4 separate regions of the Mus musculus genome follow, and regions 1, 3 and 4 are each linked to region 2. A link is a contact called in public promoter capture Hi-C data. All regions are on one chromosome and are shown on one strand. The core of a region is the stretch at or near the end of the contact, and the rest is flanking DNA. Distances in the headings are between cores, read along the strand shown. Region 1 holds the start of Atm (ataxia telangiectasia mutated). Region 2 holds the start of Zw10 (zw10 kinetochore protein). Region 3 holds the start of Rnf214 (ring finger protein 214). Region 4 holds the start of Ddx10 (DEAD box helicase 10).

Region 1 (7,868 bases), core at 4,803-7,302, 4.5 Mb after region 2:
ACAGGGTGGCTCACAACCATCTGTAATGGGATCTGATGCCCTATTCTGATGTGTTGGAAGACAGTGACAGTGTGCTCACATATATAAAACAAAAAAATCTTTAAAAATAAAAAGAGCAGTAATCGATGAAAGTAAACTTTAAAAACAATGTTTTTTTTTACACATTTTCTGAGTATTTACTTTGTGTGCACTCACATGCTCACACGTGCACTAAATCAGCCATGCCTTGGTGCCTGTGTAGGGGTCATAGGACAACTTGGAAGCGTTGGTTTTCTCCATCGTTTCGGTTCTTGGGCTCAAACGGAGGCCACCAGGCTTGCTGGCAAAGATTCTTTTTTTTTTTTTTTGGTTTTTCGAGACAGGGTTTCTCTGTGTAGCCCTGGCTGTCCTGGAACTCACTTTGTAGACCAGGCTGGCCTCGAACTCAGAAATCCGCCTGCCTCTGCCTCCCGAGTGCTGGGATTAAAGGCGTGCGCCACCACGCCCGGCACTGGCAAAGATTCTTTACCTGGCAAGCCATCTCACTGGCCTGACAGCAATTTATACCCTTAAAGTTATTCAGCCTCCTTAAGACTGCACTTCTGCTGATGTATAAAAACACGTAGAGGGAATACAAGAATGGGGAACTGAAACATTAATTTTTAATCTTTCCACTTCTGAGATTAAACATTTTATGCTAAATTACTCTAAATTTTGGACCTACTATATGAAAAGCCAGTGTAATGCTAGGAATTTCAAGGAGAACTTAATTTTTATGCTACTGTATTAAGATCAAATTTATGCTACGCTAACTCCTGAAGCATTTGTGTGTAATACATGATGTTGTTTACGTTTTTTGTTGCTTTGGGTTTTTTGAGGCAGGGTTTCTCTGTGTAGCCCTGGCTGTCCTGGAACTCACTCTATAGTCCAGGCTAGGCTATAGATCCACCTGCCTCTGCCTTTTGAGTGCTGGGACTAAAGGTGTGCGCCACCACAGCAGTGTGTGCCACCACACGCAGCCAAGGTTACTTACTTTTGTTTGCACATTTGATGAAGTATCTGACCAAACTGCTGATCTCTTGCATCTTCTTCTGTCTGGAGCTCTGTGTGGTGGCTGATACATTTGATTTTGCTGTTCTCAGACTTTCCATTTCTTTTTGAATGTACTTCTGTAAAAACCTTCAAGGAAAAATAAATCATATCCTCATTAATGCTTATACTTTTATCACTTCAAAAACTCCTGTGTATCTTCCCCCAAAACATCTTTTAAACCACACTGTTGTACCAACCAGACACATGAAACAATCTCTTGTTCAACTTTCCTTACATTATGAGCAGTTTATTATATTTCTAGTTTTTAAATGAAAGCTGCTTATAAAGTACTGAAAGCTGGTCAGGAATGGTTGCACATCTAGCCTATCTAATCAGCTTGTAAAAACAGATAACAGTAATTGTACACCCACCCATGGGCATTATCTTCCTCTATCACCTTCCCAAGAGCCAAGGTTATAGGTGTCATATATACCAATGAACCAGCTTCAGGTCAAATTCTACATGAATTTAAAATGTTTGGGGGCTGTTAGATGGTCAAGGGTCCTCACCTGCTCTTCCAAAGGACCAGGGTTCACTACCCAGCATCCATGGAGGAGAGCTTACAACCTCTATATAACTCTAGTTTAAGGATATCCAATGTCTACAGAAGCACATAAATAAATAATATTTTTTATAAAGCCCTTTTTCTTTCCCCAACAAGTCTTACAATATCTGTTTTTAATTATAAATGAACTTATGGTTGAAAATTTAGTTTCAATATAGACACGTATCAAGTCTGCCACAAAAAAGTAAATTTTTAAACTTTTTTTTTTTTTTTTAAAGACAGGGTTTCTCTGTGTAGCCCTGGCTGCCCTGGAACTCACTTTGTAGACCAGGCTGGAAATCCGCCTGCCTCTGCCTCTGCCTCTGCCTCTGCCTCTGCCTCTGCCTCTGCCTCCGAAGTGCTGGGATTAAAGGTGTGCACCACCACCGCCTGGCTAGTATTTTTCTCTTTTTAATTTTTAAAAGTTTTATTGTAAACTGACGATTTATAATTGCATGTGTTTATAGGGCGCAAAATGATGTCATGATCCAGGGTGGAATGATTATACCAAGCTAATGCCAGATACTTATAATCAGCAATAATAAAATGATAAACTTATATTATAACTTACTTTTTTGTTGATTTGAGACAAGATCTGTTAGCCCTGGCTGTCCTGGAACTTTTATGGCTCAGGCAGGCCTAGAATTCAGAGATTTGCCCACCTCATCTCCAGAGTGCTACCATCGCCCAGCTACTGTAACTTATGTTTAAAACAAATTTGAAACAGATTCTTATAGTAAAAATGAACAGAATCCTCATGTTGTTTTTGCTCTATTTGAGACAGAGTTTCCCTATATAGACCAGATAGGACAAGAACTCACTATGAAAGCCAGACTGGCCTGGCCTCCTGCCTCAGCCTCAAGAAAGCAGTATGACAGGAATCCTATGATGCCTCTTGTTTTCTTAAAACAATTTAGTTATTATTTATTTACTTTATGTATATGGGTACACTATAACTGAACAGATGGTTGTGAGCCTTCATGAGGTTGTTGGGAATTGAATTTTTAGAACCTCTGCTCACTCTGGTCGGCCCCACTAGCTCATCCCTGCTAGCTCCGGCCCATAGATTTATTTATTTTATACATAAGTACACTGTAGCTGTCTTCAGACATGCCAGAAGAGGGTGTCAGATCTCATTACAGGTAGTTGTGAGCCAGGACCTTAGGAAGAGCAGTCAGTGCTCTTACCCTCCGAGCCATCTCGCCAGCACCCTGATGCATCTTTCTTGTTGTTACAGGATATACATCTAAAATATTCTATCAAAGAAATGACATAAACCTTCCAGTGTTATGTATGTTTTTAAAACTTTCAGATAACCACTAAGGGTCAACTTCCTATGTAACACATAATGATATACAGCAAACAAAATTAAAGAGTAAAATGGCATCACAAAACAGAAAAAGAAACACAAGTTCAAAGAGGATACCTGAAAACAGCATCCCAATTCAGATATTTTCCTTGTTTGGAATCAGAATGCCTATCTAAATGTTGAACTGTTTCAGGATCCTGAATCAGGCGCTTAAATTTATCCACTTCTTTCTGAAAATAAAAAAACATAATAATAATAATAACATACTATGTTACCTATCACACATTTGCTTCAAGAAAAACAACTTCAAATACTATATTACCCTTCTTTCTGTAGCTCTGTCATGCTCTAACTGCCGGCAGCAAATGAGCAGATCATTGAGTGCTAGACTCATGGTTTAAGATTTCAGAACATGCATCCTCACCTGTAAAAAGAAATATACAAATTTCATTGATTTTTTTTTTTTTTTTTTGCTAAGGACTGGCTTGGTGCTTTAAGCATACTAAACATGTGATGTGCCAGTAAGCTGTACTTTAGACCTGTACGTAACTATTTTAGACATTAACTACACATTTAAACCTAACTATACATGCAGAGGCACACTGTGATCAAAGGCACAATAATTTTTCTTAACATTTCTATAGGACATTTTCTTAAAGTATATCAAAATTAGGCTCTAATTCTCAAATGTGTGCTTTGCCTAGCATGGTAATCTATTATTTTGAATAAAATGAAACAGTTCAGTATTATCTCTATAAAAGGAAAACATTCGCTGGGCGTGGTGGCACACGCCTTTAATCCCAGCACTTGGGAGGCAGAGGCAGGCGGATTTCTGAGTTCGAGGCCAGCTTGGTCTACAAAGTGAGTTCCAAGGCAGCCAGGGCTTCACAGAGAAACCCTGTCTCAAAAAACAAAAAAAAAAAAAAAGGAAAACATTCATTGATAACAGCAAACAATATTTGTTTCACATGTACAGTGTATCAGGTTAGGCATGCTATGGACAGCTAGAAAATAACTGAACCATACTGATACACAGCCTACCCTCTTGGAGACATCTGGTGACAATGGTGATGATACAAGTATTAATCCATAGTTCCAAGTTGCAACTTATGCCTCAAAGGAAATCAAAATACAGTAGAAAACAAAAGAAGAGAACAGAGAGTGCCACAGCACATTAGTGTAATCCCAATACCAGTGGGAAGGTAAAGAAAGGAGGATAGAAGTTTAAGGTCACCCTCAGTGAGATCAATGCCACACTGAGCTAAAGAAGCTCATACCCCCCCCCAAATTACAACAGTTTATCATTTAGATTAAATTGTTATGAATTAAGTAAATGCAAGATCTGAATGAACTGAATGGCAGAAAGAGGCAGAAAGGGGGGGGCAGTGAGGGAGAGGAGAGGGAGAGGAAGGGAGGGAGGGAGAGGGAGTAGGGGAGGGAGGGAGGAGGGGGAGGGAAGGAAAGAGAGAGAGGCAGGTAGATCTGTTGAATTCAAGGCTAGCCTGGTCTACAGAAAGAGTTCCAGGACAGCCAGGGCAACAGAGAAACCCTGACTCAAAAACAAACAAACCAACCAACCAAATAGTGGTGGGTGGCAGAACCAAAGCTATCCAACTAGATGAAGAGAGCTATCAAGTGAACAAATGCTGAGACATTAAAACAAGTAACATAGTTCAGCTCCCAACATTCAACTAAAAAAGCTTCCTAAGCAACAGCCCCTGAACAGACAAATCAAATCTTCCTTTTGAGGGTTCAGTCAAGTTGATGCATTTTGACAATAATTACATCTCCCCTTCCCAGAAATAACCCCACCTGTGGCATGTTAGTCTTGGCTAGTGGTAAAAAGCACTGGGGCTCAGTCAGGTATTGCAGGCCTAGGGGAGGCTCAGGCAGCACAATTGTGAGTTAGGGGCTAGCCTGGGTTGCAAAAGGGTGGGTTCTATGGTCAGGCTGTATTGTTCGGATCCAGGTCCATTCAATTAACAGTTATCCAACCTGCAACATGTTGGTTAAACTGGCACCTGTTTTCTGGATGCTAGATGAGAAAATGATACCAGTATCTACTTTAAGGAGTTCGTTTCCGTTTCTGTTTCCCTCTCCCCCACCACACACCTACTTTCTCTTTCTCTCTCTTACTATCTCACTCTTTCTCTCTCTCTCTCTCTCTCTTTCTCTCTCTCTCTCTCTCTCTCTCACACACACACACACACACAGCAAATATTCAGTATAACTGTCATCCTGTTACTGTCTTCTCTTACGATCGCTTTATAAATCTATTTGATGACTGTTTTTTTCCTCCTCTTCTTGCTCTCATCCCTTCCTCTGGCTTCAATACACTGGAAACTTGCAAAATCTGTATCACTCAATAACAAGAGCTCGTTACACTTTGTGCCTTTCCATGCACTTCCTTCTGTCTGAAAGCTTCGCTACCATCTTGCAGAAGAATTTACACCCGGCAAGATCTAGCAGCAAAGTCGATTCTTTCAGGCTCAGTTTCCACAGAACCAGTCCTTCCTCGGCTAACACAGTTTTTCCTATCACATTGTCGCTTTGAAAAAGTAGCTGTCTACTTATCTGTGCCAGGTGGCGGGGGTGGGACCGGGGAAGGAGCGCAGGTTAAACATTTTCAAAGGCTCAGAGTGGCTGCCACTTACCTACTACAGACAACACAGGCAATACAACTGACAATGAGAATACGAGACTGTGATTTCCAAGGGCCAGTGCTCTTAACTACGAACATGTGCAAACCTGTAGCTTAAATATAAATAAACGCTCTGAGACTAAAGTATGAGATTTAAAAAATCTAGATCGACCAGAACCCTTAAGATGACAGATAGGAAAGAGGGACGTGCAGAAGGGAAGATTTAGGCTCACTCCATCTAGGGTCTGCAGAAAGAGGGAGAAGATGACGGCCGTTCTGCAGAGAAGGGGTAAGAGCCATTCGGAAGCTGAGGAAAGATGGGCTCAGAAGAGAATTTTCCCCTCACAGAAGTCCCCGAGCGTTCGTCCCTCGCTCCTACCGCTGCATTCTGCCTGCCAATGCAAACCCAGGTCGCTTCGCCTTTTCCCGCGTGCACGGATCTAGCAGCTGGTTCTGTACGCACGCCTTCCCGCTTCCGGCTCTATAAAGCAGCAAGTTGGTAAGGCACGGGTGCCCCAAAGGAAGAAGTCGGCATGCGCCGCCGCACGACTGCGCTTGCGCGTAGGCATCACGCGCTCTCCAACTCAAAACACTCGCTCCCCTCAAAACAGTCTCCCGGCCTGAGGAAACGCGCCTGCGCAGTGCGCACCAATGGCGATTGCCCTCGCTCCCGCAACTCCGCCCAGGGGCCGACGCTCCCACAGCCGGCCACCAGGTCCTCTCTGGCCACAACCCTCCGCAGACGGAAATGACGACGGTTCCGAGGAGAACGGAGGCGGGTTTCATTTCGGCGCCTTTCTGTCTCCCGCGGAAGCGATTGGTTAGTGTGGCACGAAAGAGGCGGGACAAATTGCCGCGGGTTCAGCACCTCCAGTGGAACCGGGAGATGCGGCGGCGCCGGGGCTGTCGCCGTGTTTGCTTTGAGTTGAGTCTCGTCCCTTCAGGCCGCTCCCTGTGCAGCTCGGATCATGCTGTTACCCTCGGATGTAGCCAGGCTGGTATTGGGTAAGCGGCGGCCTGGGAGGGCGGGTGATCGGACCCGGGCTGAGGGGACGGAAAGACCAGGGGCTGAGGGGGAGGGCTGCTCGGGGTGGGGAAGCTCTGAGGAGTGGTCTGCTCCCGTCCAAGTTCAGACTAGCGGAGAGGCTCGGTCCCTCGGCGCCTTGGGACAGTCGAAGCTCCTCGGTGTAGGGATGTCCCTTCTCCTCCTGCTGCGCGATGGGGGCAGCCGAAGGGAGAAAGAAGCTCGGCGGGGAACACCTGGGGCCTGGATTCCGAGGCACAGCCAGGCCCGCTGGGACACCTGAAGGAGTGTCGCCTGCGTGATGGACGAGGCTGCGTGTCCCCTACCCTTTCCCTTGTCAAGAGCCGGGACTGATAAAGGAAAAGGCGGGGGGACCCCCGCTTCCCCGGCCGCCCAGCCTTGTGGAAAGACTTTCCGACGCCCTTACCCATAACCCGACCTTAGCACTGGGAATTTGGGACACAGGGAGGGCCCCACACCCCTGGCCCACCATAGTGGCTTGAAACGCCAATTGCATATTTCAGAACGGCAGCGTGTCGTGTTCTTGAGCAAATATTTAGGAGGTACGACGACTGACTTCTGGTTGCACACGTTCTAGCCCTCGTTTTCCTCCATTTTCGAAAAGGGTTTGTTCATAGACCACTGGTTGGTCGGGAGATACTGTCTCTGGAAAAGACTGTTTTCGTTGTTTGTCCTGTGAAAGAATAAAAGGGATTGTTCTGTAGGGAACAAGAGCCTCTTAGGCTCAAAACTGGACAGTGACTTTGAAACGTTATTTGGGACATCTCTAAAAGAAAGTGGTCGAAGTATGAGGACTCATTCCATAGTTTCCACAGCCGTTACGAACATTTGCTTTGTGCCCAGCCCTGTCCAAAAAATAAAAATTGCACATTAGGCAGGACTTATTTAAGAGGCTCTGTACGATTCTACTGTCCATTTTTTGAGAAACTTAAATACAAAAACTAGTGTTTTGAATGTTTTCATCTTCATCAGACTTGGATAGTTAAATTTATACCTGTGATTTTTAAACTTAGCTTTCTTGTAATTTTAAAATTAGGCTCATACAAAATTGGTTAAAAGTAGACTCACATGATTTTTTTTCTCCCCACCTATACGTATTGTTTAGGTAAGAACTGCGACTTTTAGCAGTCTTGTGATCCATATAAAATTCCATGATCATAGCCTCAAAAGTGGCTTTTGGAGTTTGGTAGTATGAACATTGAAAAGTGGATAATTTTTATGAGGATTTTTCCATGTTTTCTTTCCTCAGATTTTATGG
Region 2 (6,981 bases), core at 1,693-4,192:
TTTTTTTTTTGGCTGGAGGTTAGCATAATCTCATTATATAGTCCTTGGCTGGCTTGGAACTCTTCATATAATCCAGGCTGGCCACAAACCATAGAGATCAGGCCTCTGCCTGCCACCAAGCCTGCCTATTTATTTATGTGTATGAGTAGAGTGTCCACAGAACAAGAAGGGAATATCCGATCCCCTGGGGCTGGAGTTGCACACAGTTGTAAGCTGCAATGTGAGTGCTGGGAATTGAATGTAGGTTCTCTGGAAGAGCAGTCAGTGCCTTAACTGCGGAGTCATCTCTCCCGCCCAGGATTTCCCGGGTCTTTGCATTTTCCTAAGAAATAATTAAGCATTGGGGCTTGTTATTTGTATGAGCTCCCTCCAAAAGCAAAATCACAAAATTATTTGTAATTTTGTAATTTCCCCTAATGAATCTTCCCCACTCTGTCTTTTCCCTCCCTTGCTTATTTTGAAAATAGCTACTGTGTTGTTTTTTGTGATCATTAAGTCACGTGACCGGGGCTCCAGACCTAGTACAGAACTCGCCACATAGTATTCCTCAGTGAAGGCACAGTGCAGGTTTTCAGAAATGTCATCTGTGGATTATTATTTTTTTTTTGTCATTGGGCATTTATTGTTTGCAACATTTCAAGTATTTAAAGTAAGGCTGAGAGGACTCCACGCAAAACTGCTTTCCAAGGACAGCCTGGCCACCTTAGAGCACAAGCTTTCTCAACCCAAGATTCTTTCTCTTCCCCCATGGAACAGGAACTACCTGTCCTATGCTCTATTAGGATGAGCTTGATTGGTTTAGGGACCCAATGTTGCAATGGACCTTGGGAGTCGGGATCTACCTAAGGTCCTCTCTCATAAGACTCCTTTTAAAGAATGAAAGATGCTTTCATCAAAGCAGTACATGTTTATTGCAGAACAACAGAAAGCAGAGAAAAGGATGCGAAGAAACAGCATAAGCCATTAAAGTCCACCCAGAGGACACCACACACACACACACACACACACACACACACACACACACACACACATCACACACCACACATACCCTAAACACACACTTTAGTTTTTGAGACAAGGTCTTTGTAGCCCTGCAGGCTTGGCACTCACTAGTAGACCAGGTTCACCTCAAACTCAGATATTCGCCTGTCTTTGCCTCCTCAGTGCTGAAAGCTTGAATCCAAAGTTGTGTGTGACCATGTATGGCCTGCACCTCTATTTTATTTTCTTAGAAAAAAAGGATCATACTATACTGTGTGAATATCTCCAAGTATGCAATACATACCAATAATGAGACGATTTTATTATTTTTAGTAATTCTTTTATATGTATGTGTCTCAGTGTATATATGTGCATCATATATGTACAGGAACCCTCAGAGGTCGAATGAAGACATTGGATTCCCTCGAATTGAAATTACAGGTGTTTTTGAGCTGCCTCACATAGGACTGGAACCCGGGTCCTCCACAAGGCTAGTTCTCTTAACTACTAAGTGATCTCTCAGTTGAAGAATGTTAAAGGTCAAGCTCTCAGTGCAAGAATTTTCCCTGCCATCAACGATAAAAAAGGACAAAGGGTAAATTAGCAAGAGAAAAGATGACATTTGTATAATAAACATCTTGTTTATTGGTTTTATTGCCTGCTCCAGGAAGGATGCTGGAGACAGATAACATCTGTTCTAAATCCCTACTGATTGAATTACCTGTATCTGCACCCTTGTCTCTGTTAATTTTATACTTTATGGTATTGCTGCACTAATGGCATTCCATTTGGCTATGTAAAACACTTGCTTGCTCTGCTGGTCAAGTAACAAAAAGTGTATAAAGGGGACAAGGATGCTCTTACAGCACGCATCCCTCTCCTACAAAGAGTGTCACGTTGGTAATAATGCCCAGTGGCTGTCTTTCAGGTCAGCCTGTTTTGCAAAGTGAACGAGTGATCTCATCTTCGCGGAACACTCTTTTGACCTTCAACAATGAAATAGTTCTAAAAAGCTATGGCTAGCTGGACATAGTGGAATAAGTGTATAATTCCTGTATACAGGAGGCTGAGGCAGGAAGATAGCTATGAATTTGATGCCTTCCAGGGCTACAGAAACCACGTCTCAAAACAGAGCCAAAAAAATCACTGAAAACTTTAAAATTAAACAACGATAAAAAGCCTTTGGTGAAATTTATTTGTAATCTCTGATAGGAAGTGATAAGAATCTTGTTCTAGGGGATTGCCCGGTGGCTAGAAGCACTCGTTGCCCTTACTCAGGACCAGGACTCAATTCCCAGCATCCACATGGTGGCTCATGTCATCTGTAAGTCCAGTTTCAGGGACTGGACTTACTTGCCTGCTTCTGACTTCCATGGACACAGCCAAAACATTCATACGTATCTTAGAAAGAAGGTTTTATAAAAGAATGTCTGTAGCACTTACAGGACCGTTACACTAAGTATAAATTTGTACCATATCCATGTATCAATATACTTAATATGAGGCACTATTAACAAACACTATTAGAAAGGTGCAATTGTGGGGATCCTTTCACTTATGTCACTCTCTCGCACAATTCCAGAGGGCAAAATTCGGGTAGACTTAGCTGCTGAGCCCAATGAATGAATAACAAAAAAGATCGAGATGATTCTGTAAGTATCGAGCTAGATAATCTCACAGGAAAACCTGAGATTACTGAGTATAGGGAGGGCCATAAAGGATTATTACCTGAAACATTCCGCAGTTTCTAGCGAAACCAACCCAACCCTACCCAAAATACAAGAAGAAAAAAACCGGCGGGAACAGACTGGCGTTTGAAAACCTGTAGGGAGCAGATGACGCCTGCGCACTTTGGTGCCTTCTAGACGCCACTGAAACAGCGGACGCCTGACGGCGCGAGGCCTCCTGGGAACTGTAGTGTGACCCTCTCCTGTGCGCGAGCGCCGGACCCCGTAGAACTCAGTTTCCCGGCAGGCCCTGCGGTGAGGCCGCTGGCGGGACCGGAGCTGCGGCGCTGGCAGCGGGGTTGACCTATCCTGTTTGTGTGGGTACGCTTCGTGGCGATGGCCTCTTTCGTGACAGAAGTCTTGGCCCACTCGGGGAGCCTGGAGAAGGAGGATCTGGGCACCAGGATCAGCCGCCTGACCCGGCGGGTGGAGGAGATCAAGGTGAGGGCGGGCCACAGGCTGCTGCCGCTGGGGAGAGCCGGGTGCGGAGCCTCCTGAGTTGGAGGCTCAGAAGTGTTGGGGGGCTGTTTGGAGCACGGCCGCAGAGCGGTTGGAGACCAGGGCCTGGGATTGTGAGGAGGAAAGGCCGTGGCTGTTTAGTGGTGGGGAGTGGGGCCAAGTTGGGCAAAAGTGAGCCGCTGATGGAGAAGACTGAAGAAACCTGCGGAGCCGGAGGTGGGACTGGAAGCCCGGATGTCCACTTAGGACAGGACAGCCGCCCTATCTGTCATCTCTACCCACTCCTTCATTTATGGATGGATGTAATAATTCTAGGAAAGTCGCGTCGTTCTCCTCGGATTTTCTTTTAACTGGTTGAATATGTTTATAAAAGTATTACTTCACGCACGGAACTTGAGGCATGCTGAGGGCTGATGAGCTGGTACCGGCATGAATATGCAACTCACAGCCATAGTTTTACTTCGTATTAGTGCTACCTGGCAAGCCAGGTCTTCAGTGGCTTTCTTTGAAAATGACGTGTACCTCACTAAGTCTGGACTTGGTAGGCGCTACCTAACAACTTTCTTCTTCTTCTTTTTTTCTTTCTTTCTTTTCTTTTCTTTTTTTTTTCCTAGACAGGGTTTCTCCGTGTAATAGCCCTCGTTGTCCTGGATTCAAGCTTTGTAGAACTGGCTGGTGTCGAACTCACAGAAATTCGCCTGCCTCTGCCTCCCGAGTGCTGAAATGGAAGGTCTCCACCATCCCACCCGCTCCTAACAATTTTTGATGTTAGAGTTCTTAATTTTATGTATTCATGCCACTGGCATTTCTGTAGTGTGGCTTACGGTTTTTTGTTTTTTAATGATCTAGGATGAGGACATTGCACTAGTATTTGTTTCATACATAAGTTTGAATCTTCAGTCAACTGAGAACTACTTTCTGTGCCTCAAGCAGGCATAGTCCTTGCACCTCCAGCTTTTTACCACTTTAAATGTATTTCTACACACACACACACACACACACATACACACACACACACCTCTTCCATCTCAGTTGTAGCCTCCTGCATAAAACAAATGCCTGACTTTTCTCCTGAGTCTTCTCTTTTGTACTGGGATGCTTTGTAACTGCTGAAGTATTACACTTCAGCCCCGTTTTTTGGCCAGTTTGGAGAATAGTATCTTTCCTACATAAAAGGAATTAGTTTATGGGCAAGCATAATTTACATCGTGCAGCGTGTTCAAGAAGATATTAAGTTGCTTTGAATTAAGGGAGATAACAAGACTCAATCCTTTATAAAAATTTATTTTATTCATGTGTGTATGTCTGTGGGCGCATGTGTGTGGTAGTGTGGGTGTGGAGGTCAGAGGACAGCTTGTGGGAGTCAGTTCTTTGGTTTTACAGTGTGGGTCCCGGGAGTTGAACTTCGGTCATCAAGCTTGGTGGCAAGCACCTTTACCATTGGAGGCATCTCCCTAGCCCTCTTATCATTTGAGAAGTTTTAAAATGAAAATTTTGTAACCCAGAAGATGGAAATTAGTAAATTAAGCTATATAAATTATGTATTTCTATGTGTAATTAGGTAGATGATTAAAATTTGTGGACAAAGTATGATACAGTTTACTGTGAAATGTTTGACTCCATCTTTCTCATTTCCGGAGTCTGTTCTGTACAAGATCTTGCCCATCCTTGGGGGTTGGGAATTGGCTTCCTACATTTTACAGATGAATGGAATGTTTTTAAAGGAAACCCATGGCTGTGGGTAACTTGATAAAGTTGTAACATTGGAAGAGGCTGTGTATTTTAATGAGGTTCCTGATTCATTTCATCGTCATGCACTTCCTGTCTTGTATTCTAGGGTGAAGTATGCAATATGATCAGCAAGAAGTACAGTGAGTTCCTGCCTACCATGCAGAGTGCGCAGGCCCTAGTTACCCAGGTGGACACTCTATCTAACGACATCGACCAGCTGAAATCCAGGATAGAGACTGAGGTAAGCAGAGATTGTTGTATCGGGTAAACTTAGGTTTCTTAGGGGAGGCATCATATTAATAACCTCTTGTTTTCCAAGGCTATCCTGTGAAACATTTCAGGATCTTCCTTTCCTTGTTGGTAAATTGAGGTTGAACTAAATGATGGTAGGGTGACTTCAGTTCTAAATTAGAAATATTTCTCAAACTCAGTCACACCACTTATTAACTTTTCTCCTAGTGAAGATAATAATGTCTTACATTTAGATGGATTATTTTTTTTTTTTAAAGATTTATTTATTGATTATATGTAAGTACACTGTAGCTGTCTTCAGACACTCCAGAAGAGGGAGTCAGATCTCGTTACGGATGGTTGTGAGCCACCATGTGGTTGCTGGGATTTGAACTCCGGACCTTCGGAAGAGCAGTCGGGTGCTCTTACCCACTGAGCCATCTCACCAGCCCGGATTATTTTTTTTTAAGATTTATTTATTTTATGTATGTGAATACATGGTCACTGTCTTCAGACACACCAGAAGAGGACATCGGATCCTATTACAGATGGTTGTGAGCCACCATGTGGTTGCTGGGACTTGAACTCAGGACCTTTGGAAGAGTGATAAGTGCTCTTAACTGCTGAGCCATCTCTCCAGGCTGAATGGAATTTTTTAAATTAAATTTTCAATATTTTCATATGAAAATGCTTAGAATTTGGTCTTTCATGTTAGAATGCTTCCCCCCCCCCCCCCCCAAGGCCTTTTTGTGCAACTCGGTCGCCCTGGAGTTCACCGTGTAGCCCATGCTGGCCTGCGTTTGCAATGCTCCAGCTTCCTCATCCCCAGAAGCTAAAATTAGAGACTGGAGGCTTGTGCCACTCGTTGCAACCACCCTTTCATCTTTTAATAGCATTCTCTTAGATCTGCAGTTGGTCCCGGACGTTTAAGTGTCAGAACAGTCTCTCTTGAATTCGGCTGTTTATGAAGTGGCTTGTGTTATTCACCATGGCTCTTCTGCTTAGCATGAACTTGCAGAGGACTCTCGCTCTCCCTGTCCTGCCATGCTCTGTGGCCTAGTGCTTTACATCTACAAGATGGAGATGTGGTATGCTTTAGGAGCCAAGGATAACTGAGGCTCAAGCTGTCTGGTCAATGGAACACATCTAGACCCTTGGCTCTTGAAATTTTAGGCTGAGTGATTCTGTCCTATACACTGTAGCTGCTCTTCTCCCTGGCTGTTATTCACTAGATGTCAGCCCTCCTTCAGTGTGGCGGCAATCAAAAACTGTCTCCAGACATGGCCAGGTATTTTAGAGAAGTAAGGAAAATCACTAGAGAATGGGACTGTGGAAGAGGGAGAGGGAGGAGGAAGGAGAGTAGGAGTGTTAGCTTGGTATTGGCGATAGGCTTTGATGGAGCAGAGAACTGCAGTGTTTTGACGAGGACGGTTTTGATAGACGGTGGGTGGGATGGGGATGGGGGGGACTAAAACCTTCCTAACAGTAAGATGTGGACTGACTGGCGTCAGGAGTTAAGACACTGTGTCACTGTTAGAAAAAGGTTATTGGGGCCTAGCAAACACAGAAGTGGATGTTCACAGTCAGCTATTGGATGGATCACAGGGCCCCCAATGGAGGAGCTAGAGAAAGTACCCAAGGAGCTGAAGGAATCTGCAACCCTATAGGTGGAACAACAATATGAACTAACCAGTACCCCGGAGCTCCTGTCTCTAGCTGCATATGTAGCAGAAGATGGCCTAGTCGGCCATCAGTGGAAAGAGAGTCCCATTGGTCTTGCAAACTTTATATGCCTCAGTACAGGGGAACGCCAGGGCCAAGAAGTGGGAGTGGGTGGGTAGGGAAGTGGGGG
Region 3 (7,872 bases), core at 1,941-4,440, 3.1 Mb before region 2:
CACTAGCTGACCAAGCCTCACCACCTGACTTGGGATTCCCCTGGTGAGAGACGAGAACCAATTCTGCCAGATTTTCTTGATCGTCGCATGAAAACTGTGACATGTATGTTACACACAAACACTAAATGTAAACACTTGAGAGGCAGAATCAGATGGATCTCTGTAAGTTTAAGGTCAGCCTTGTCTACACAGTCAGCTCCAGGTCAACCAGAGCTACATAGTGAGACCCTGTCTCAGGAAGAAAAAATAAATTAATTCATATAATAAAACGAATGTGGATGGAAGAAAAAAGAATACATTTTAATTAAAGGCATAATATATATGAAGCAGTAAGCATTAAGATATATTAACAGATATAAATATGAATAGATACACATATGTGATTATGTTGGTATTTTGTATATCTACCTATATAACCAAGTATCTTGTAAATCAGTAAATGGCTCGGGAGAAAAAGGTTTTTCCACAAATACTTGGTAACGTGAGTTTGATGCCAAGAACCCACATAATAGGAAAGTAGCAACTCCACAAAGCTGTCCTCTTGGCCTCCAAATGTACACACACCTCCCCACCCCATCACACATAATATATAATAAATGATCATTTGTAAAGACAAGAGTATGGACACACATAGTAGTTTATCCCTTTAATCCCAGTAATCAGGAAACAGAGGTGGATGGCTCTGAGTTTGAGTTAAGCCTGGTCTACACAGTGAATTCTAGGCCAGCCAGAGCTACAAAGGGAGACCTTGTCTAAAACAAGAAAAAAAAAAGAGCATGACACACAAGAATAGTTAAATGAACAAAGAGTTGGTATAGGATAAATCAAGGAAATATATACATTTATGATGTGTTGATAACTGTCTTAACCTAGCATGCCTACCTAGGTATCAGTTGACATGTAGGATACCGTACAAAAACCAAGCAGTCTCTACTTAAAAAGAAAAATTAATCTGAAGGAGGGAAAAAACCCTTAATCTGCAGAAATGTCACTAGACCTCCAAAGAGGAAAGAAGAGATGCTCAGAAGCCCATCCCAAAAGCCCCTTACCCAAGTAAGCTTTCTCCTCAAGAGTCTGCAAGTTACCTTAGGCCATCTGGGAGAGATTCATCGGACTTGGATGCACACAAAGCAGAAGATTCCGAAGGACTCGGGGTACCGGCCCCAAGGCCAGCTACCTCAGAGGCCGCCATCTGCACTCTGGACATTCAGAAACAAACCAAAGGACACAGGTGACAAAGCTGAAAGCTTTCCTCTGCATAATGCCCACTGTGTCAGTTCCTCCAAACACCTAAGAAAGAGTATTCTGCAGGAGGGCAATAAAAGAGCCACTTCCGGCCATAAGTCCCAGTCAGCACTGCCCTCAGGCGCTGTCATACACATAAACATAAGGCAGACTACTTTTGTTCTGGACAGAAATGCAGTCATTCCAAACAGACGATAATCTGATAAGAATTTTCTGAATGGTCCACATACCTACCTCCATTTATTAAAGTTGACCTTTTTGGCCAAGATTCAATAATATGTTTAAATCCCTTTTGGCTGTTGCAGTCAAAGCATTCTCTATTAATTTAAGTGATAGGGTTTATGTGAGGTGTTTCCAAGAACAAGTCACCCCGGACCATCTCTGTGGGGTGTCTTTTAGCCTGACAGTATTCCTTTCCTACAGATGGGAATGTCTGGTATCTGCCAACGCCCCACTAACAAGTTACCATTGAGTCACAGGCTACTACTCAGTTACTCCAGGAGAAAAGGGAGATGTTGAAAAACATGGTAACTCAAGTAAGGGAACCCAAGAAGACGGTTTTTTACATTTTTATTTTTAAGAGCATCTTTTTTGCTGCAAAATAAACTCGGCCTTCTATGGTAACAAGAAAAACTAGGTGGTAAAAGTAGGATTAGTTCCCATTCCTGCTTTTATTTTGACAGCATCCCATGAATAGAATATCTCTGAACCCAGAAGAATGCACAAGAGCAGATACCGAGTCGGGCTGAATCAATAGTCACAGCTCAGTGCCTCAGTTTCCTCTCATAATAAAAAGCTCCTAGGTGAAAATGGGCCCTGAAACGCCATTATTGCATCTCGGATGCAATCAGTCTGCCTACAATAGGGTCGAGATCATTGCCTCCAACAGGGAACAAGGTCTGGGTCACCGATGCCCAGTAAACGAAAACCTTAGGGCAAGGGTCATACGTGAAACTCCGCAGCTAGAGCCCCAAACGAGAGGGATGGGGGGTGGGGTCGCACATCTGGCTCAAGAGCCCAGTGTGCCCAAGGGAATCCCGCAAGGCAGTGATGGTCACCAGTCAGGCGGCGACGCAGAAGGGGACAATGGGGGGAAGCTGCGCCGGGTGGTCACCGCCACTCTTCACAGGGAGCTGCCGCTACGCTGGCCCTTGGCACTGGCCAGCGCCACCTCCACCCCTTCCCCTCCGTCCTCACCGGCCGCCAGCTCCCGTCCCACTCCCAGGCCGGGCTCCCGCCCCTGTCCCCGCCGCCCCCTCCCCGCCGCCCCCTCCTCCTCCGCCGCGCCCCCCTAGTCCCGCCGTCCCGACCCGCGCGCGCCGCCCCGCACACACCTCCCGCGCCGCGCCCCCGGGGAGCCAAGCGGGGGGGAGGGAAGGGACGCACCTGAGCGGGCGGAGCGGGGGAGGGGGCGGCCAAGCCTGGGGGAGGGGTCGAGCGCTGGCCCGCGCGCGGCACCTCCCACTTCCGGCGGCGCGAGCGCAAGGGGGCGAGGCCGGGGCGGCGAGAGGAGCGGAACCCGCGGGGTGAGCGGCCGCCACCGACGGCGCCCTCTGGCGGCAGGCGCGGACAGCGACCGGACAACGGAGCCGCTGAGGGGACCAGCCCTGAGACCCAAGCGGAGCCCGAGGGACACGCGGGCCAGAGAGACGGCGGCCGGATGGAGGCGAGAGCCTCTCTGAGGAGTTTATGGGGAAGAGTCAAGGCTATGGCAGTCCGACGGAGAAGAGCCGCGAGGGGTGTTTAGAGGTCGGAACCGGGATGGTCCTTACAGAGGACGCCATGAAGGACGAGGGCCCTGTGGCGGAGGGGGTCCTGTGGCGGAGGACACGAGGATTCGAGGCGCCGGAACTCCCACAGCCCTCACGGGCCTGTGACAGAAGCTGTCGGCGGAGCGCCCGGAGCTCGGCCCGCTGGTCAAGAGGCCGCAGGCCCAGCCGCTGATTGGCTGCGGCGCCGGGCGGAAGTGATGTCGCTGTCAGTGGCGCCTCCGGCTCCGGGGAAGCCGAGAGTTTCCGTAGGGTGGGGGCTGCGGCGGCAGCAGCAGCAGCGACAGTAGCAACAGAGGCTGTGGGTGAGTCGGGAAGAAATGTAGTGGAGGCTGGACCTCGGATATACGGGGGACCATGGACCGGGGCTGGTCGGCGTCTGCGGAGGAGGTCCTTCGCTGAGGGCACCTTGGGTCCTGGCGTGGGCGACCCCAGAGGGACCGGGTCTCCGGGTCGTAGGTTCCGGACAGCATCGGTCCTAAGGAGAGAGAGGCACATTGCACGGAGCAGCTGAGTCCGCGTGGGAGTGGGGGCATCAGAAAACTCACTCTGTACAGACCCTGGTTCCTGTGAGTGGGGAGGCGGGGCTTGAAGGACGGTGGTTTAAGAGCAGAATCTTGAGCAGGAAAGGTGCCCGTCTACCTTAGTTGAGGGTGATGGGAGTCTATTTTCAGAAAGTGCTTAAGATTTCTTGCTCAGAGGTCTGAGAATAAGTGCTGCTGTGCCTCTGGACCACAGGGAGAAAAAAACAAACAAACAAACAAAACAAAACAAAAACAAAACTCGGTTTCTCTTCCAGAAATCTCTGTTGGAACCTACAGAGATTGTAGGAGCCTGCCTGAGTGGATGGCTGCTATCAAACCAGACTTTGGATTTACTTATATGCAGACTAGGGAAGACACCTGGGTATCTTGGGCCAAATTGAAGCAGCCCCAGGGGCAGGAAGAATGTAATAGGAAATATGCCATGGAACTTAAGGACATGGTGGCCCACACCTATAATAACAGCAGTAAAGGGGTGGAAGCAAGAGTTCTCAGCCAACCTTTATTATATAAAGAAAGCTTGTTTAAGCCGGATGTTGGTGGCACACACCTTTGTTATCCCAGCACTCTGGAAGCGGAAGCAGGCTGGCTCTCTTGAGTTCCAGGCCAGCCTGGTATACAGAGGAAGGGAGGTCCAAGGAGTCTTTGGTAAAACAGTCTTTCCAGAATGTTTTAAGTCGGTACCATCCAAGTGTATGTCTGGACACCAAGACTGCTGCAGTGTGGGCTTGGTAGACAGTAGTGAGTTTTAAATGAGCTCAAGACCCCACATGTGCCTTGTTCCTGCCCCCACAGTTGCTCGAAAGTTCTAATTTGGTGGGGTTTTTTCCCCTTTGAGTGGTTGAAGACAGGGCTGGAGCCTGTGCCCTCACTGAAAATCCAACTTGGTGAGACGGGGCCAGCTCCTTAGTCCTTCTTGCCAGTCATTTCCTCTCTCCCAGTTACCCACATGCACTTATACTACATTTTATTTCCATTATCTGGCTTTCTCCCTGATTGACAGTTAGGTCTTGCTAAGCCCTTAAAGAAGCAAATGAAAATAACATGATAGGTTAAGAAGTGGGGTATCTGGGTTCTGTATTGGTGTGGCCTTATTGTGATGAATGTCTCCTAGTCTGTGGCCTGTTTTAGATCCCTGGAAATGACATTTAACACTGGTCACTGGTCAGGCCTGGCCTTCACTTTAGTTTCTGCTTTGCTGGCTTTAGTGGGACACCTTTTTGTTGTTGTTTCTGTACTTGGGGTCCACAGGTCTGCAGCTGTGTTCCCAGTCGACACTCACTGCTCACAGTGAAGGTGACATCTCCCTCCATTTTCACAAGATGAGTGTGGTATGGTTACCCAGGCCAGGACCTAAACTTCACAGAGAGCCCAGGTAGGAATGGCTCCACAATGGGAGATAGAAGTCCACTGGGAAAAAGACTTATGTTGTCTGTAAATAAGAGGGAGATAGAGCTGGGTGTGATGGCTCATGCCTGTAATCCCAGGTAGACACTGGTGGATCTCAGTGAATTTGAGGCCAGCCTGATGGTCTACATAGTGAGTTCCAGGACAGCCAGAGAGAGCTACATAGTGAGATCATGTTTTTAAAAAAGAAGGAGGAAGAGAAGGAGGAGGAGGAGGAGGGGTCCTGATGTTGTCAGTCATGGGAGTGATATGTACTTGGAGTAACTGAATGAGCAGCCCAAAGCAAGCACCTGGATGATGCCAGGCTATTGGGGGCACCAAGGGATGGGCCATTGTGCTGTAGGAGTCATCCACTGGGGTTAGCCCTGGCTCATACTCTACCTGGGGGTTAACATTTTGCTTAGGGACAAATGTACTTGGTAGGGGAGGGAAAGAGACTATGAATATCAAGTGACTAACCACTTGAAAGAGGCGTGTTGGGCTTCCCAAGGGGAACACACTGATGGACCTAGTCACTCTCTGAGTTTCCTATAGCTGCTGGCCTTTTTTTGCTGATTCTTTTTCCTTTGTTTGCAGCCTGCTGTTCTGATGCCGAAAGGGAGGCAGAAAGTCCCACACTTGGATGCCCACCTGGGCCTGCCCATCTGCCTCTGGCTGGAATTAGCCATCTTCTTTCTGGTTCCCCAGGTCATGGGCCTATCAGAGGCAGGTGGGCTTGACATCTTGGGCACAGGGGGGCTGAGCTGGGCCGTACATCTGGACAGCCTAGAAGGTGAGAGGAAGGAAGAGAGTCTGACGCAACAGGCCGATGCTGTGGCCCAGGCAGCAGGGCTTGTGAATGCTGGGCGCATTGGAGAACTCCAGGGGCACTACCTCTTTGTCCAGCCTACTGGGCATAGGCAAGCCATGGAGGTGGAGGCCATGCGGCAACAGGCAGAGGCTGTGTTAGCCAGGCATGAAGCTGTGCGCTGGCACTCGGAGCAAACGCTGCTGAAGAGGGCCAAGCGCAGTATCCACTTCAATGATCCCAAGTACCCTCAACAGTGGCACCTGGTAAGTACAGCCTCAGATAGACAGGGCCTTCTCTAGTGTGCTTTTGACTGAGGCTTTCTCCCACTCCCCTGTACTTATACTGAAGGGGGCATGTCTGTGGATTGGGAATATAGTTTGCTCTTAGTCCATACCTTCCCTGTCTGCTGTGAAGAGCAGGGCAGTGCTGAGGGTGTATGCACTCAACTGCAGCTAGTCTACTGCACTCCTGTTCTAGCCTTCCACTTTCTAGCATGTACCTTTGGCTGAACTATACCCCTCTGTGCCCCACTTGTAAAATGGAGGTTGTAGCAGTGCATATTTCATGGAGTTACTGTTAAAACAAGTAAGTGTATATGTGAAGCATTTAGAAAAGTGTCTTACTCATGGGGAACCCTGTTGTGTATTGGCTGATTGCAAACTTTACTGCATAATAATTACCAATTAGCCCTAGCTACCACTTTGTCCTTGAGTTGCCTACAAGTGAGACCAAGAATCGATCGGAGGGACAGGACTCTCATGTGCCCATCTGGACTCTGTTCCCCACTAACCTGTTGGTCTGTAGCCTCTGTTTGGCTCTTTAATAAAAGCCAAGGAAAGGGGTAGCTTTAACTTGTCTCTCTGGACTGAGCTGTATGTCGGTTGATTTCTGTCTTCTACAGAATAATCGGCGGAGCCCAGGAAGAGACATCAATGTGACAGGTGTGTGGGAGCGAAATGTAACTGGGCGTGGGGTGACAGTGGTGGTGGTGGATGACGGAGTGGAACACACCGTCCAGGACATCGCACCCAACTACGTGAGTGGCCTGAAGTGAGCCCTGCTGCCACCCTGCTCCTTCCCTTTTGTTCCCTTTCCTAGAAGGCACTGAGCCAAAGCAGACAGCCTGGGAGGGGATAGTGTTCTGCCTCCTTTCTCAGTCAGCTTTCCAGACTTGCGGTTAAGGCCCGGAAGTTGACTTTGGTCTATAGCATTAATTCCTGCATCCTGTTGTTGCTGCTTTCCTGGGAGGGGAGCAGGGAATGGCCCTATAGGCAACTACTTTCTCTTTAGAGGTTCTGAAAACCTCTGGCTAAGGTGTGACCTTTAGAAAGTCTGAAATCTTTTACCCTGGGCTCCCCTCAAGCAGCAGGCATAGTACTATACCAGCCAGGAGAAAAGCTTGATTAAAAACAAACAAAACAAAACAACCCTGCCCTCTCAGCTTCCCTCCAGTGTCCTTGGCTCTTACCTTATAACCTTGGTTTGCTCGAGGCAGTGGGTGTGCTACCCTGATTTGGGAGTGGAAACTTCCAGTTCCTATTCTCCCTGATGTTAGGAACTGACTCCTCCTAACCAGTAAGTAACCATTTGTTGACCCTTCAATGTTTCAGAGTCCAGAGGGAAGTTATGACCTCAACTCTAATGACCCAGATCCCATGCCCCACCCTGATGAGGAGAATGGTAACCACCATGGGACCCGGTGTGCAGGAGAAATTGCAGCTGTGCCCAACAACAGCTTCTGTGCAGTGGGTGTGGCCTACGGGAGCCGAATAGCAGGTAACTCATGCTTCTCCTATCTCTGGGAAGCTCTTGGGACACAGTGATCATTCTCTACCTTCCCCATTCTGAAGTTTCATTTTCATACCCTCAGTGTTTGTAGCCTAAAGTGAGGAGTAAGAGCATAGCAAGTTAATTAGCTCATTGACTTTTCAGGGCTGTGGTATGTCACATGGGCTTTTAACAACAGTATTTATTGTACAGTAGAAAACAGGTAAGTGTGCAAAGGCTCATATTGTGGGCTATAGGTCCCAGGCTGCCCCTGCTCAAGTCTCTCTTCTGTTTCTGATCATGGCTCTGCTCACCACTGACCCACGTCACTGACTCTTCCTTCGAGTTGACT
Region 4 (7,980 bases), core at 3,570-6,069, 4.2 Mb after region 2:
TATTCTCCTACAACCCAGACAGTCACAAGCAAGGATTAGAACCCTCAAGCTGGAGGAAAAGGAAGAGATTCACACTGAGAGACTATCAAAGGTAGCGTAAGTGGTCTTGCTGCCCAAAAAAAAAAAAAAAAAAGACAACAGAAAATTAATTAGATCACTCATTTCATTTAGGAAGGCTGAGGTATAGTAGAGAAGATAATAACTTCTAGCCTTAATAGTGTTGTATAACACAAATATGAAGACATTCAGTGTGATGGTTTGCACATACTTTGGTCAAGGAGTGGCACTATTGGAGTAGGTATGTTACTATGAGTGTGGGCTTTAAGACCCTCATCCTAGCTGCCTGGAAGCTAGTATTCTGCTAGCAGCCTTCAGATGAAGATGTAGAACTCTCAGCTCCTCCAGAACAATGTCTGCCTGAATGTTGCCATGTTCCAGTCTTGATGACAATGGACTGAACCTCTGAACCTGTAAGGCAGCCCCAATTAAATGTTGTCCTTATAAGAGTTGCCTTGGGGACTGGAGAGATGGCTCAGCGGTTAAGAGCACTGCTCTTCCAGAGGTCCTGAGTTCAGTTCCCAGCAACCACATGGTGGTTCACAACCATTTGTGATGGGTTCTGATAGTCTCTTCTGTGTGTCTGAAGACAGCAACAGTGTACTCACATATATAAAATAAATAAAATCTTAAAAAAAAAAAAAAAAAAAGTTGTCTTGATCATGGTATATCTATTCACAGCAGTAAAACCTGAAGACAGAAGTTAGTACCAGGAGTGAGATATTGTATGATAGGCCTGACCATGCTTTTATTTGGAAGAATGTGGATTTGGGAACTTTGGATCTGGACAGCAGTGGAATGATTTAATTCAGGCTTAATGGGCTATCCTGTAGGAATATGAAGACTTTGTTGCTGAGAGTGATTTGAACTGTACAGACCTGACCTGGCCCAAGAGATTTCAGTGAAGAAGATTTTCAGTATGTGTCCTAGAGACTGTTTTTGTGGTATTTTGGTGAAGAATGTGGCTGATTTTTGCCCTTATCTGAAAAGCCTACATGAGGTTAAGGTAAAGAAGATTTATAGTAATTGCATTGACAAAGGAAGACTCAAAAAAGCCCAGCAGAGACTTTGTTCTCTGGTTAGATCTCATTAAGAGCATTTTGAACAAGCATACCAAGCTTAGAAAACAAAAATATAAAATATATCATTTGAGTATTAAAGGGGCACCAGGAAGTGAAATGGAACTGAATCTTGTATTCAGGGATATTAAAATGAATTAAGGGAATGGTAACCTTGGGACAAGATTGCACCCTGCTAAATTCAGGTCTAGGCATGGTAATACAAACCTTTAATCCCAGAAGGCAAAGGCAAGCAGATCTCTGAGTTCAAGACCATCCTGGTACAGAACAAGTTCCAAGTAGAGAAAAACTTAAATGCGTAAGTAGTGGACATCTTTAACCCAGCACTTAAGAAATAGGCATGCAGATCTCTGAATTCAAAGTCAGTCTACAGAGCAAATTCTAGCATAACCAAGATTAGGCAGAGAATAAATTCATTGAAAACAGAAAGTTGGTGATACTATAATAGAACAAGGGAGCCATGTTGAAGCCCCAGGAAACAGAATTCAGCAGCTTCACTCATTTGGCTCTGGCTTTATAGTCAAGATGAGAAGGAGACTAATGGGATAACTAATGTTAGTTAGCTGGACCTAAGAAATTAACAGTGATTAAGAAGAGACCAGCATCACTGAAGTGAAATCTGGGAAATGTTTTCTGAGAACACAAAGAAGCTATGTTCTCAGAGATAGTCAAAGTTGTCCCTCATGCTACAGCTGTACTTGGTAATGTGTAAGAATCACCCAGGGGTATCAATTTTGAAAGTATAAAAGGATCATGGAGAGCAACTGAAGGTTGGCACTGTGAGAGGCCATGGAAAGCGACTGGTGAAGGTGCAGCCTCAGCTGAAATTGACAGCTGAGGACTGAAGGGGTCATGCAAAGTTGAGACTTGGCACCATGGAAAAAGCCTATGAAAGGCTATTGGTGAAGTCTAGTTGCAGCAGAAGACCCCTGTGTATTGGAGATGCCAGTACCATGGGATGGTCACCATGAACAGAAGCAGCAATGGAATGGAGTCAACCAGAGCCTAGAATGCTATGAGCTGGAGATGTAACCCAAGCCCTTTGGAGGAGTCCAGAACATCATGTATAGATCCCAGACACTGAAACAAGAAGCTGTGATGTTGAAGTTGCCTTGGAGACCCAAAGATGTTAAAAATGCCAGAGCCGTGGGATATCTGCAGAGGAAAGTTGCTAACAGAGAGTGGAACCAGCCCAGGAGAAAGAACTTTACTGCAATCAATATAAATGAAAATGAGTTGAGATCTAAAGACCACTTTAACATCAGACATGAGATGCAGAGTTTGGAGTTTGCCCAGCTGGTTTCCTGTCTTTCTTTGGGGATTAGAGTTAAGTGATTGGATGAATCTCAGAATAGACCTTGAACTTGGACTAAATTGTTGACACTGCTATAAACTATGGGGACTTTGGAAATGGGACCAAATGTACTTCTTTATTATGCTACGACCAAGTACTCATAGACTCATACGTTTTAACAAGCCGATGGAGGCCAGGGAGTAGAATGTGATGCTTTGTATAAGCTTGGCACAGGGAGTAGCACTATTAAAAGGAGTGGCCCTATTGGAGTAGGTGTGTCACTGTGAGTATGGGCTTTCAGACCCTCATTCTAGCTGCCTGGAAGCCAGTATTCAGCCAGCAGCCTACAGATGAAGATGTAGAACTCTCAGCTTGCCTGCACCATGCCTGCCTGGATGCTGCATGTTCCCATTTTGATGATAATGGACTGAACCTCTGAACCTGTAAGCCAGGCCCAATTAAATGTTGTCCTTATAAGAGTTGCCTTGGTCATGGTGTTCATTCACAGCAGTAAAACCCTAACTAAGACATTCAGCATAGGCAGAAATAAGGATATGAACTCAGAAAAGTTCTGGGTAGAACAAAACAAGGAGTCACAGCTCCACGGAAGTAAACCAAGCACAGGCTAAGGCTACATTCTCCAAGCAATTCTAGTCACAGTTCAAAACAAAATCCAAAAGCAATTTGTTAATAATAGCCTCTTTTTTAATTTGTCTTTTTTCTATATGACAGGCATTGTGAATAATGTTTTCCACACTTTATCTTAATTCCTCACAACTTATGAGGCAGGTACTACTACTAAGCCTTTTAAAATAAGGGGGGAGGGTGTGAATAGTGTAAGAAAAGTAACCAAAGTCATATAGCTGGTGAGCCAAATCCGAATCAAATTATCTGAAGTCAAAACCCCAACTAATTCTTAAATGTTGCCAACTCTGAACAGTTTATCTAGTTGTCGCTGTTGCTGTTGCTGTTTAAGCTACAAGATAGCAAGTAATGACTTTTAATTCCAGGATGATTCTACCTATTAAATCCCAAACTAGAAAGGTGGCATTCACTGGAAAGGTGAGAAAGGTAGATGAATGCTGGAAAATATGGGTTTTAAGAGGATGGATAGAAGTAACATTCCTAAGGGGCAGACACCTAGGGCAGGAAAACACGCCAGCTTGTCTAAGTGTTAACTATGAGACTACTCATCTAGGAACACTGGCTACAAGATGCTGATGTCAGGAAGAGGCAAACACATTCCATTGTCTTTCCACTGATTCTTGGTGAAAACCATGAAGACAATGAGACAAAGAACAAAAGATGATGCTAAGGGACAGAGCCAATTCCCAACTTAAAGATCGAGAGCTGTGGAAACAGACACAGGTCTAGGTTCCAATTCCACACTACTAGATGTGGGAAATTAGGGCCAGTTTCTTATCCTCTCCAAACTCTACAGTTCTTATCCGTTAAATGGACTACTAGGATCCATCCACACCTCAAGATAGGGGCAAAGAATATAAAACATGGAGAGTACTTAAAGATATTTCTATTATTTTAAACATTTCCCACGAACAACAGCGTTTTCTTACATCACTCCAGATTTTAGCTTATTTATTTCATTTTTGAGACCAAGTTTCACGTATCACTGACTGACCTCGAACTTGCTATAAAGCCTTGGATGACTTTGCACCTCTGATCCCCCTGCCTCCACCTCCTTAGTGCTCAATATGTGCCCGGTTTATGTGGAGCTGGGGATTGAACCCAGGACTTCCTGCGTGTTGGGCTAGCACTCTACTGAAGGCTCTCACTCCATCCGCTAGGTTCTTTCCACAGCGGTCACTATTGCCTCTCTGTTCTGTCACCACTGCTGCACCACATGTCCCTACCCGGAGTGTCACCGCATTTCTATCACTTTTCCCAGCACTGCGGAAAGTAGAAGAGTCAGACCTGGGTAGCGACACCCAACAGACCACTAGTGAGGCCCCGTTGGCCGGGTCCGCCCCTTTCCCACACCACCCTGACCCTAAGTCCACCACAGCGGCAACACCTCCGGGCTGCACCCACCCTCGCTCCCCAGAGCCCCGCCGAACGTGCCCCGAGCCCACCTCACCTTCTCGTAGTTTTGCATGAGGCGGCTGATCCCCTCGCGCTCGACCTGCCATTCCGGCTTCTTTAGCTGCTTCCTCCGCTCCTTCTTTTGGTGCTGCCTGTGGCTGTGTTTTTTCTTCCAGCGATTAAAGCTCCGCACCGGGTCGGGTCGGGTTCCCTGACCCAGAGAAGCAACCGTTTTGCCCATGGCGGGGGCTGCCAGGACCCACGACGCCGCTACACGGGAGCCTCCTCGCTCCTCAAGGCACAGCACGGAAGACGCGAAACCAGCGTGTGGAGAAGGCGCAGGGGCGCACGCGCAAGTCCGGGAACCCGCCCCCAAGCTGGGGAGAGTGGGCACACATTAATGACGACAGGCAATGCGCGGACGATGATTGGTGATTTGGCTTCCGCTGGGCGGGGCGATCTTAAGACGCCAGGGGAAAGCGTGCACGGAGGAACTGGGCGTGCTCCACTGCTTCCGAGAGTGCTTGGGGCTTCCGGAAACAGCGCAAGTACACTGCTTATTGCTAGTATGGTGAAGTCATACTCAGCGTAAAGTACTGCTTTTCATTTACTCTGGATTCAAGTGTGCCCAACATTCGCGAGTACACTGCTATACGTTATAGAGTATGTAGGTCGTAGTTACTTTGTAGATCAGACTGGCCTCAAATTTATAAGAATTCACCTGCCTCCTGAATACTCTAATTTCAGTTAAATGCCACCGTGTTGACTCAAAATGCTTTAAAGCAAACTTTTCAATTAACAAAAAGTTACATAATACAGAAAAATACACTTACACATAGACATCGTAAAGATGCCTCTGGAGAGCATCCTAAACATCAATCACCATTTATCTTACAAAGTGTCAAAAACAAACAAAACAAAACAAAACAAAAACCAAACCCTGAGATGATTACTGTGTTAGTCACTGAACTATTACTGTGAAGAGACACCATGACCAAGGCAACTTTTATAGAAAGAAGCATCATTTAACTGGGCTGGCTTACAGTTTCACAGGTTTAGTCCATTATCATCATGACAGGGAAGGCATGCCAGCATCCAGGTGGGCACTGGAGCAGTACCTAAGAGCTGCATCCTGATCCATAGGCAGGACACAGACACACAGACACACACACACACACCTGCGTGCGCACGCACACGCACGTACGCACGCATGAACAGCGACACTGTGCCTGGCATGGACTTTTGAAACTCCAAAGTTTTGAAACTGTGACTCCAAATATATGAGCCTATGGAAATCATTCTTATTCAAACCATCACATTTACTCTCAGTTTTAACAACTGGGTGGCCTTAACTGAATATTCACATTGTATATTTTATAGTGATTTTTTTTTTCAAGACAGGGTTTCTCTGTGTAGCACTGGCTGTTCTGGAACTCACTCTGTAGACCAGGCTGGCCTCGAACTCAGAAATCCACCTACCTCTGCCTCCCAAGTGCTGGGATTAAAGGCGTGTGCCACCACTGCCCAGCTATAATGATTTTTAAGTTAAGTAAATGTTTATTTCCACGACTATGACTATAGCTATAAGTTAAACCAAGATTTTTTTTCATATTTTCCATCACTACACTTTTTTTGTTTTGTTTTGTTTTGTTTTTCGAGACAGGGTTTCTCTGTATAGCTGTCCTGGAACTCACTTTGTAGACCAGGCTGGCCTCGAACTAAGAAATCCCTCTGCCTCCCAAGTGCCTCCCAAGTGCTGGGATTAAAGGTGTGTGCCACCAAACCCTGCTATCACTATACTTTTTAAATGCACTCACACATGCACACACACACACACACACACAAACACCATGTGTCTTGTGAACTTTTCCAAGGGCAAGTGAAATAGGGCACCAACAATGACTAAAGCAAGGAATGGATTCTACCCCTTAGAGAACCAATGAGTATAATTATCCAGACCATTGAGATTTCTTTTTAAAGTATGAGCAATGTTAGGCAGCTCCACCACTGATGAAAAAAAAAAATGTATCTCTCAGCTCCTCAGGAACCCCTCCCCTGTAGTGTGACTGGGATATTCTCTTTGAGGGCTATAACTGTCTAGCCAATAAACTCAGGAGGACTTGGTATTGATGCAAAGGTGCCAGAAAAATCAACAAATGTTGGAGCTCTCAAAATCAGAGACCAACATCGAGTTCTTATCCCACAGATCCTACCAATGAAACCCAGTCAGACAGAAACAGTGGACAAGTGAGTTCAAAAGTAGAACAGTTCATTAAATCCTGATAAGGAGGCAGAGGTCCTGAGAACAGAGTAAAGATGGTAAGCCAGAGCTGCCCAACAGAAGACATCCAAGGGTGAACTGCCATTATCCAGCTTTTTGCCTGTTTATTTGTTTGCTTTTAAAGGGGGAGGGCTTTCCCCTGTTGATACATCTACAATGCAACTTCACATATAAAGCTCGGGGAAAATTACAAGACAAGTTAGATAAGGGCATCAACAATGACTAAGGCAAGAGATGGATTCTACCCTCTCTTCAGTGTTGGGGACTAGACCCAGGATCTTGGGTATGCTGGACAAGCACCCTATAGGCTGAGCTGCATCTCCAGTCAATTTCCCTATATTTTGAATAAGCAATCAGAAACTGTAAAAGAAAAACCATGGAGGAGAAAATCCTAATTTTTATTTACCTTTCCTGGAACAGTATTGCAGAAAAACAAAAAACAAACAAACAAAAACAAGAAGTAAACAAGGAAGAAGAAAGACTGTACAAGCCACCAGATCAGGACATGGACTTCAGGATCATGATTTCTAGACATGGAAGGGAAATTGGATCTATGAAATCTCAATAATGTTGTTGGTTGAAAAACCCCTGCATAATGACAACACCAGTAGACATGCCACCATAGATGGGGAAATTCCACAAGTCCCTGCCACTAGAGGCAGAGCTACAGGAAATGAATAGCTGCTGAGAAAGAGAGGAGAATCAGTTTTCTTTAGGAACAAGCCCCTGAATAGGTCATCCAATCCCAAGTGGTCGGCCCCAAACACATGCACAGATGAGCAATACTAAATAGAATCAGTAGGTCACATGCACTTATAAATAAATAAATAAATAAATAAATCTCTTTTTAAAAGATTTCAGAGTTCTGACACTTACCTCACAGTTAAATAGACAGCTGCATATTTCCTGACTGTTTGTTTGTTTGTTTGTTTTTCTATAACATTGTTCCAGGGAAGGTAAACAGATCCTGGATCTTCTTCTGCCTGGTTTTTCCTTTACCAGTCTCTGATTCCTTATTTAAAATATTAAAAAAAAAAAACTGGCTGGAGATGCAATTCAGAGTGCTTGCTTATCATACACAAGATCCTGAGTCCAGTCCCCAACATTGAATAACATTAGACATCACAAGATGTCTAATAAACATTAGACATCACAGTGCACACCTGTAATCCCAGAACTCAGACGATATAGGTAGGGGCCGTTGGGACTTTAAGATTATCCTTGGATAC

Evidence for each region. Promoter capture Hi-C pulls out the DNA fragments that hold promoters and counts their contacts.
Region 1: a promoter capture Hi-C map of pre-B cells shows a contact between it and region 2. The contact joins the promoter of Atm here to the promoter of Zw10 in region 2. A contact is called at or near these places in 2 of 39 promoter capture datasets (liver and pre-B cells).
Region 3: a contact with region 2 is called in a promoter capture Hi-C map of liver, with 4 times the contacts expected there. The contact joins the promoter of Rnf214 here to the promoter of Zw10 in region 2. A contact is called at or near these places in 2 of 39 promoter capture datasets (liver and pre-B cells).
Region 4: a contact with region 2 is called in a promoter capture Hi-C map of liver, with 6 times the contacts expected there. The contact joins the promoter of Ddx10 here to the promoter of Zw10 in region 2. A contact is called at or near these places in 2 of 39 promoter capture datasets (erythroid cells and liver).

What each region holds. Positions count from the first base shown.
Region 1 is chr9:53,530,619-53,538,486 of GRCm38.p6, forward strand. It overlaps Atm (ataxia telangiectasia mutated), which reads right to left and starts at 6,053. Exons shown (of 63, transcript NM_007499.3): 1 at 5,945-6,053; 2 at 3,247-3,348; 3 at 3,042-3,154; 4 at 1,013-1,158. The coding sequence starts at 3,318. Npat (nuclear protein in the AT region) reads left to right here and starts at 6,429. Exons shown (of 18, transcript NM_001081152.1): 1 at 6,429-6,570. The coding sequence starts at 6,534.
Region 2 is chr9:49,052,639-49,059,619 of GRCm38.p6, forward strand. Zw10 (zw10 kinetochore protein) reads left to right here and starts at 2,943. Exons shown (of 16, transcript NM_012039.2): 1 at 2,943-3,149; 2 at 5,005-5,139. The coding sequence starts at 3,045.
Region 3 is chr9:45,903,721-45,911,592 of GRCm38.p6, forward strand. It overlaps Rnf214 (ring finger protein 214), which reads right to left and starts at 3,191. Exons shown (of 14, transcript NM_178709.5): 1 at 2,632-3,191; 2 at 1,086-1,199. The coding sequence starts at 1,192. It overlaps Pcsk7 (proprotein convertase subtilisin/kexin type 7), which reads left to right and starts at 2,849. Exons shown (of 17, transcript NM_008794.2): 1 at 2,849-3,319; 2 at 4,808-4,931; 3 at 5,540-6,016; 4 at 6,655-6,789; 5 at 7,364-7,529. The coding sequence starts at 5,552.
Region 4 is chr9:53,243,293-53,251,272 of GRCm38.p6, forward strand. Ddx10 (DEAD box helicase 10) reads right to left here and starts at 4,820. Exons shown (of 18, transcript NM_029936.2): 1 at 4,526-4,820. The coding sequence starts at 4,711.